Linked DNA regions of Gossypium hirsutum: region 1 is linked to region 2. A link is a contact called in public Hi-C data. All regions are on one chromosome and are shown on one strand. Each heading gives the region's core, a stretch centred on a gene start, on an enhancer-like site or on the middle of the called end of the contact. The rest is flanking DNA. Distances are from core to core; before and after follow the strand shown.

Region 1 (2,712 bases), core at 209-2,708, 300 kb after region 2:
TAAAAACAAAAGTCCATTTTAACAGACACATACTGTTAAGAGTATAGGTTGTTAGTTTGTTATTTCAGCTGTTAGGTTGTTAACAATAGCAATAGTTAAGTTGTTAACAATAGCAGTTATTCAGATACTCTATAAATATCTTTGCTATAGTGTAAAACAAAGCAAGTAAGATGTACAGAGAAGTTTCTTAATACAAAATACATTTCATTCTATTTCTTTTTAATCAATACTTTTAGGTTTAAGTTTACCGTAGGTGTTAACTAGTATCAGTCGCCTAAAGGTTCTGGAGACATGTTCCTAGTTTGTTTTCATAGACACCGCAACTTCTGATTCTGCCTCGGTTGAACACGGATGTCAGGGGTTCACTAGTGCTCGACTCGTACAGTCGTTTCCTTGTCACGACGCTGTCAAGTTGGAAGAAGGTATTTTTATTCAATGCCAACAGCTTGTTAGGTTGATCGTTGAAGGTTATGAGCTAACTGGTTTCTTGGACGGAACATTGTCTGCTCCACTGCGCTATGTGTCGTCTCTAGAGGGTTCTCTTGTTCCGAATCTGGATGCTTCAGTGTTTGTTTAACTAGATCGACTACTAGCTTCTTGCTCTCTACGATTCACTCATCACTTTTGTCCTCTTTTACAGAGGCTCATACGGCGGCTAATGTGTGGACTACAGCCACTCGTCTTTTTGCTGCCGTCACAGGTATGAAACTTTCTCGACTTCATCACGATCTTCATTCCATTAAAAAAGGGAGTCTCTCTGTCAAAGATTATGTTATGAAAGTTTAAAATATAAGTGTATTGATTGAGGCTTCCGGATCTTGAATATCGGAGGCGGAGAAGGTTGACATAGTGCTTGCAGCCTTACCTCCAAAGTTTAATGCCATTCTTACCCTAGCCTTGTTCTCATTGGAGCCTCTACCACTTCAACAACTAGTCGATGTTTTACTTGAGTACGAGAATCGTCAAATGCGCGCCGTACAAGATGTGCCACTCCATGCTAATCTATTAGATAACGTTTCGTCACCTCCCCTGGAGAACTCTATTCGCAGTGGTATGTTTTTATTTGGAGGTTGCGGTCAAGGTTTTCGAACCCGTATACAATGCCAAATCTGTAGGTGGTTTGGTCACTTAGCCCAGAGGTATTTTTTTCATTTTAACTAAGAGTATGATGGCCCATCGTCGGGTGCTCGAGCGTCGAATCTGGCAGATCGTCGTGGTCTTGGTGTGTCAATTCTGTTATTGGTATTTGGTCAGCATCATGGGTCTACTTCAATGGCATTGATGTATAGTTTGTTGAGAGAAAATGTTTGGTTGTCTGTTGCGCCTCCTATCAATCAAAATAGTAAGGTTTCTAACCCACTTTTTCAAAGTTCTACTGGTCAATTTGATTGTGGGCCTCAATTTGGTCTTGGGCGTCCAATGTATAATGTGCCTAGGTGCACTAGTGGTGGGGCTTATATGCCGATTGGGCTTGGTCACTTTTATAGGCCTGCTATTCATAGGCCAATGGGCATGAGTTTGTTAATGGAAGTTTGCCATCTGGATCAAATCAACAATTTGGAGGAGCTTCCTTGTCTTTTGGGCCGCCGGTTCAACCTCTTACAAGCTATGGGTGATGGTAATGTGTCTGGGCCGTCTATTCCCTGGCGGACTAAACCAAGGGCTCGTGTGTACACTGGGTCTAACCCCTGCATTAGACTTCCTTGTTTACTAGACTTGCATGCTTTTGATGTTTCTGGCTCCACTGAGTCTCAAGTTAATGCTACTAAATTTGGTTCAAAATTTGAAGGCAGTGAGTCTTATATTCCTATGCCCGTTAAGACTATTACTTGGTATCCAGATTCAGAGGCTACACATCATGTCTGTCGCGATGCCTCTACTTTGCATGATTCTACACCATACTCAGGTACATCCTCTCTCTTAATGGGTGACGGGACTCCCACCAAGATCTCATCTATTAGTAATTCAGTTTTACCTACTCAGTCTAAATTGCTTCGGTTATCTAATATTTTGTGTGTACCGAATATTCAGAAGAATCTCTTGTCTGTGTCTCAGTTTTCCATTGACAATAATGTGTTTTTTGAATTTCATCTGATGTATTACGTTGTTAAAGACATCGAGACTCGGTATATTTTACTAAAAGGCCACATTTTTTATAGGCTCTATCATTTTTCTCTGCCAGTTGTGTCTGCTCAGCCTGTTGAAGTTTATTCAACTACCCGCGTTGGACATCAAAATAAAGATGATGGTGCTATTTTTTCTCTGTGGCACAAACGTCTTGGTCATCCCTCTGCTTCTGTTGTTAAAACTGTGTTAGATAAATGTAAAATTATCCCTGCTAAGTTTTGTCTTGATAATGTTTGTACAGCCTGTCAAAAGGGAAAATCTCATAAGTTGCCCTTTCCCAACTCTACTACTGAATATAGAGATCCATTTGCTTTGGTTGTTTCTGATTTGTGGGGGCCTGCATTAGTTGCCTGTAATCGTAATTGGTATTATGTGTCCTTTATCGATATGTGCACTCGATTCACATGGCTTTATATCATTCGTCAAAAGTCTCAGGCAGTTGAATGTTTTATTCAATTTCAGCAGTTAGTCAAAACACAGTTCGGGAAAACTATTAAACAATTTCAAAGTGATTAGGGCAGAGAATTTCGAGCTTTCACATATGTTTTAGCAACACAAGGGATTATTCATCAATTGTCTTGTCCA
Region 2 (2,700 bases), core at 2-2,501:
TGGGTTCATAAGCACACTTATTATGGTCTAGCCCACTTGAGAATACAGAGCCATTAGAAAGTAATTGGTTAGGTTGAAATAGGTTAATTGCATGTGAACTTGATCCAACTTTATATTAAAATTTGTTGAAGTAGATTTTGGGGTGTATAAGAAAGGAAAGAACCAATTTTTGTATTGCGAAGTTAATCCAGAATACTAAATAATCCCTACAAAATATATATAGACAACTTCAGTTCTGCACTTCCAAAAATGGATTTAATTCAACTGATTTTACCATTCCATGGGATTTCATGCAAATTGGGAATAGAGTTAAAAAGGGCAGGCATTCTCATTTAACTTTGTTGACCCTAAAATTTACACACATAAACACTAATTCCATGTCGGTTAATTTGGTTGTGGATAAAAAAAAAGAGCAGTATTAAAAAGAGTTTTTATTATTTATTTCAAGAAAAAAGCAAAAATCCTACTTTTTCTTCCTTTTCTCCGGGACCCATGTGAATGAAAAAACCCTCACTTTTTATTAAATATGTATATATATTTGTGTAATCACATGCAAGCTTTGATGTAGTTCTCGTGAAAATGGAGTTTTCTAGTTTATGAGTGTTAATGTTGGCTCAAAAACGATCACACTTGGAAATTCGTATGGTAGGAGTAGACCATCTCGTGAGTAACCATAAAAACCTGATCCAACAATAACTTTCATCAAGGCATCCCAAGTGTCATTACATTCCTAAAACTGCCTAGTTCTCCACTTTACCTGACTTCACTCATTCTCGGTAGCTTTTCTTCCATTTTATACTTTAACATTGGATGTAGTTAAAACTACGAGCCGCCTCCCTCTGTCACTTTACTTATTCCTATTTAACCATTTTAGTTTAAATTATTTTAAATTTCAAACCAAGTTATTAATGAGTCTGGAACAGCTGTTTTTCATTAGGTTTAAATCATTTCGAGTTATTTTAAGTTATTTAATTTGAGTTTACATCTTTTCAAATTATTTGTTAGATAATTTTGGGTGCAAATCATTTTAAATTATTTGTAGAGTAACTTTTTGTTCATATTATTTCAATTATAAATTAACTTTTTATGATTAAATCGAGGGTGAAAATCTACATTTTTCCGGACCTATCTCTCTATTTCTCTCTCTTATTAATTGCAATTTTGAGGCCGCGTTAATAGTTTCAGCAGTCCATGTACATTTCCCCAAAGACTTCTAGAGAAAAATTACAGCATCTATATATAACTTAAATCACTCCAATAAATAACTCCATTATTTTTGGGTTTCCCCCATGGCACCGAATAAAGAAAACAACACAGCTAACTCCCAAACTCACCCCAACAATGGTACTGTCAACAAGCCTCGACGTCTTTCAATGGAAAGCCTCCAGAGAACGATATCTGATATATCGTTTGAGCTAACCAAAGAAGCCATCGACGCAACGCAGCTTCCGTCCATATCCGAAGTCGAGGAGGCCAGCTGTGAATGCTGCGGCATGTCCGAGGAGTGCACTCCCGAGTACATCAACCAAGTCCGTGACAAGTTCTCAGGGAAACTGGTGTGTGGGCTTTGTGCGGAAGCAATCAACGAAGAGGTCGTGAAAAACGGAGGCAAAAGGGAAGAAGCTTTGAACGAGCATATGAGTGCTTGTGTGAGGTTCAACCGGTTCGGTCGGACTCACCCAGTGTTGTACCAAGCCGAGGCAATGAGAGAAATATTGAAGAAGAGCTCGGGAGTTCGGGCTAAGTCAATGAGTCCCAGAGACAAAAGCGGTCCCAAGAAGGGTGGTATAGCGAGGAGCTCGAGTTGTCTGCCGGCTTTCGCCAAGGAGATTCGTGACCGAGCAATGGTGAACTAGGGGTCTTTGTATGATATATAATATTATACGTATACTAAAACTTAAAATCGAAAGATTTAAGTTTTAGATTGGTAGGAAAAAAGTAACTCGTTATATGATAGTGGGACGTTGTAGGCATAATTTGTAACTGTGTTGTGAATATGTTTTATTGTAATTATCATATTTCTTATTATATGTATATTTTTTGTTTTTAAATATATATTTTGTTGTTTGATTAGTTATATTATATCTCCCAAAAGATAATGAATATGCAATTTAATAATTTCATAGAGATATGATTAAAGAGGTAATTGCTTTAAACATCTATGATTTCAATTTAATTTTGACTCTTAAACTTTAAAACATTCTAATTGTATCTTCAAACTATTGATTTTATATTAATAAACTACTTTCGTTGTTAAAATTAATTTAACTGTTAAATGAGATGTCAGGTCTTATATAATATAATTTAATGGATGTTGTAAAAAGTTTGGTTTCGAGTTTTTCAAATTTTTTATAGAAACTATGTTCACTCTATCTTTTTTTCTATTTTGTTTTATTTTTAGTTTTAAATTTTAAAAGTTATGCGATAATATTTCACTTTTCTTTAAAAATTTCATTTTAAATTATGTCATATAAAATTTTAAATATTATTTAATAATTAAATTAACAGTTTTAATAATTAAAAATTTTGATTGATATGACATCTATAACTGTACGAAGAGAATGGCGAATGGAACAATTAAGAGTAACCATAACTATATTTAGAAAAAAAATCAGCCTGATAAACAAATATGAGTAAATAAATTCGAATAATTCTTTCAAATTAAAAAAGAAATCCATTAAAATTGGTATGGCGGAATTT

The links. Hi-C and Micro-C count contacts between places; a contact is called where the count stands out from the background.
Region 1: a Hi-C map of leaf shows a contact between it and region 2, with 1.9 times the contacts expected there. The contact joins the enhancer-like site here to the promoter of LOC107901523 in region 2. A contact is called at or near these places in 2 of 34 Hi-C or Micro-C datasets (both in leaf).

What each region holds. Positions count from the first base shown.
Region 1 is chrD06:20,691,338-20,694,049 of Gossypium_hirsutum_v2.1, forward strand. No RefSeq gene overlaps it. Among protein-coding and RNA genes, the nearest start is that of LOC121218511, 19 kb to the left of the region's middle. Within about 2 kb of position 1,459, at least 1 of the 9 cell types and tissues checked has an H3K27ac peak or open chromatin away from gene starts, as enhancers often do. A contact at or near this core is called in leaf, where this site is marked.
Region 2 is chrD06:20,388,118-20,390,817 of Gossypium_hirsutum_v2.1, forward strand. LOC107901523 reads left to right here and starts at 1,252. Exons shown (of 1, transcript XM_016827579.2): 1 at 1,252-2,016. The coding sequence starts at 1,290. The coding sequence ends at 1,856.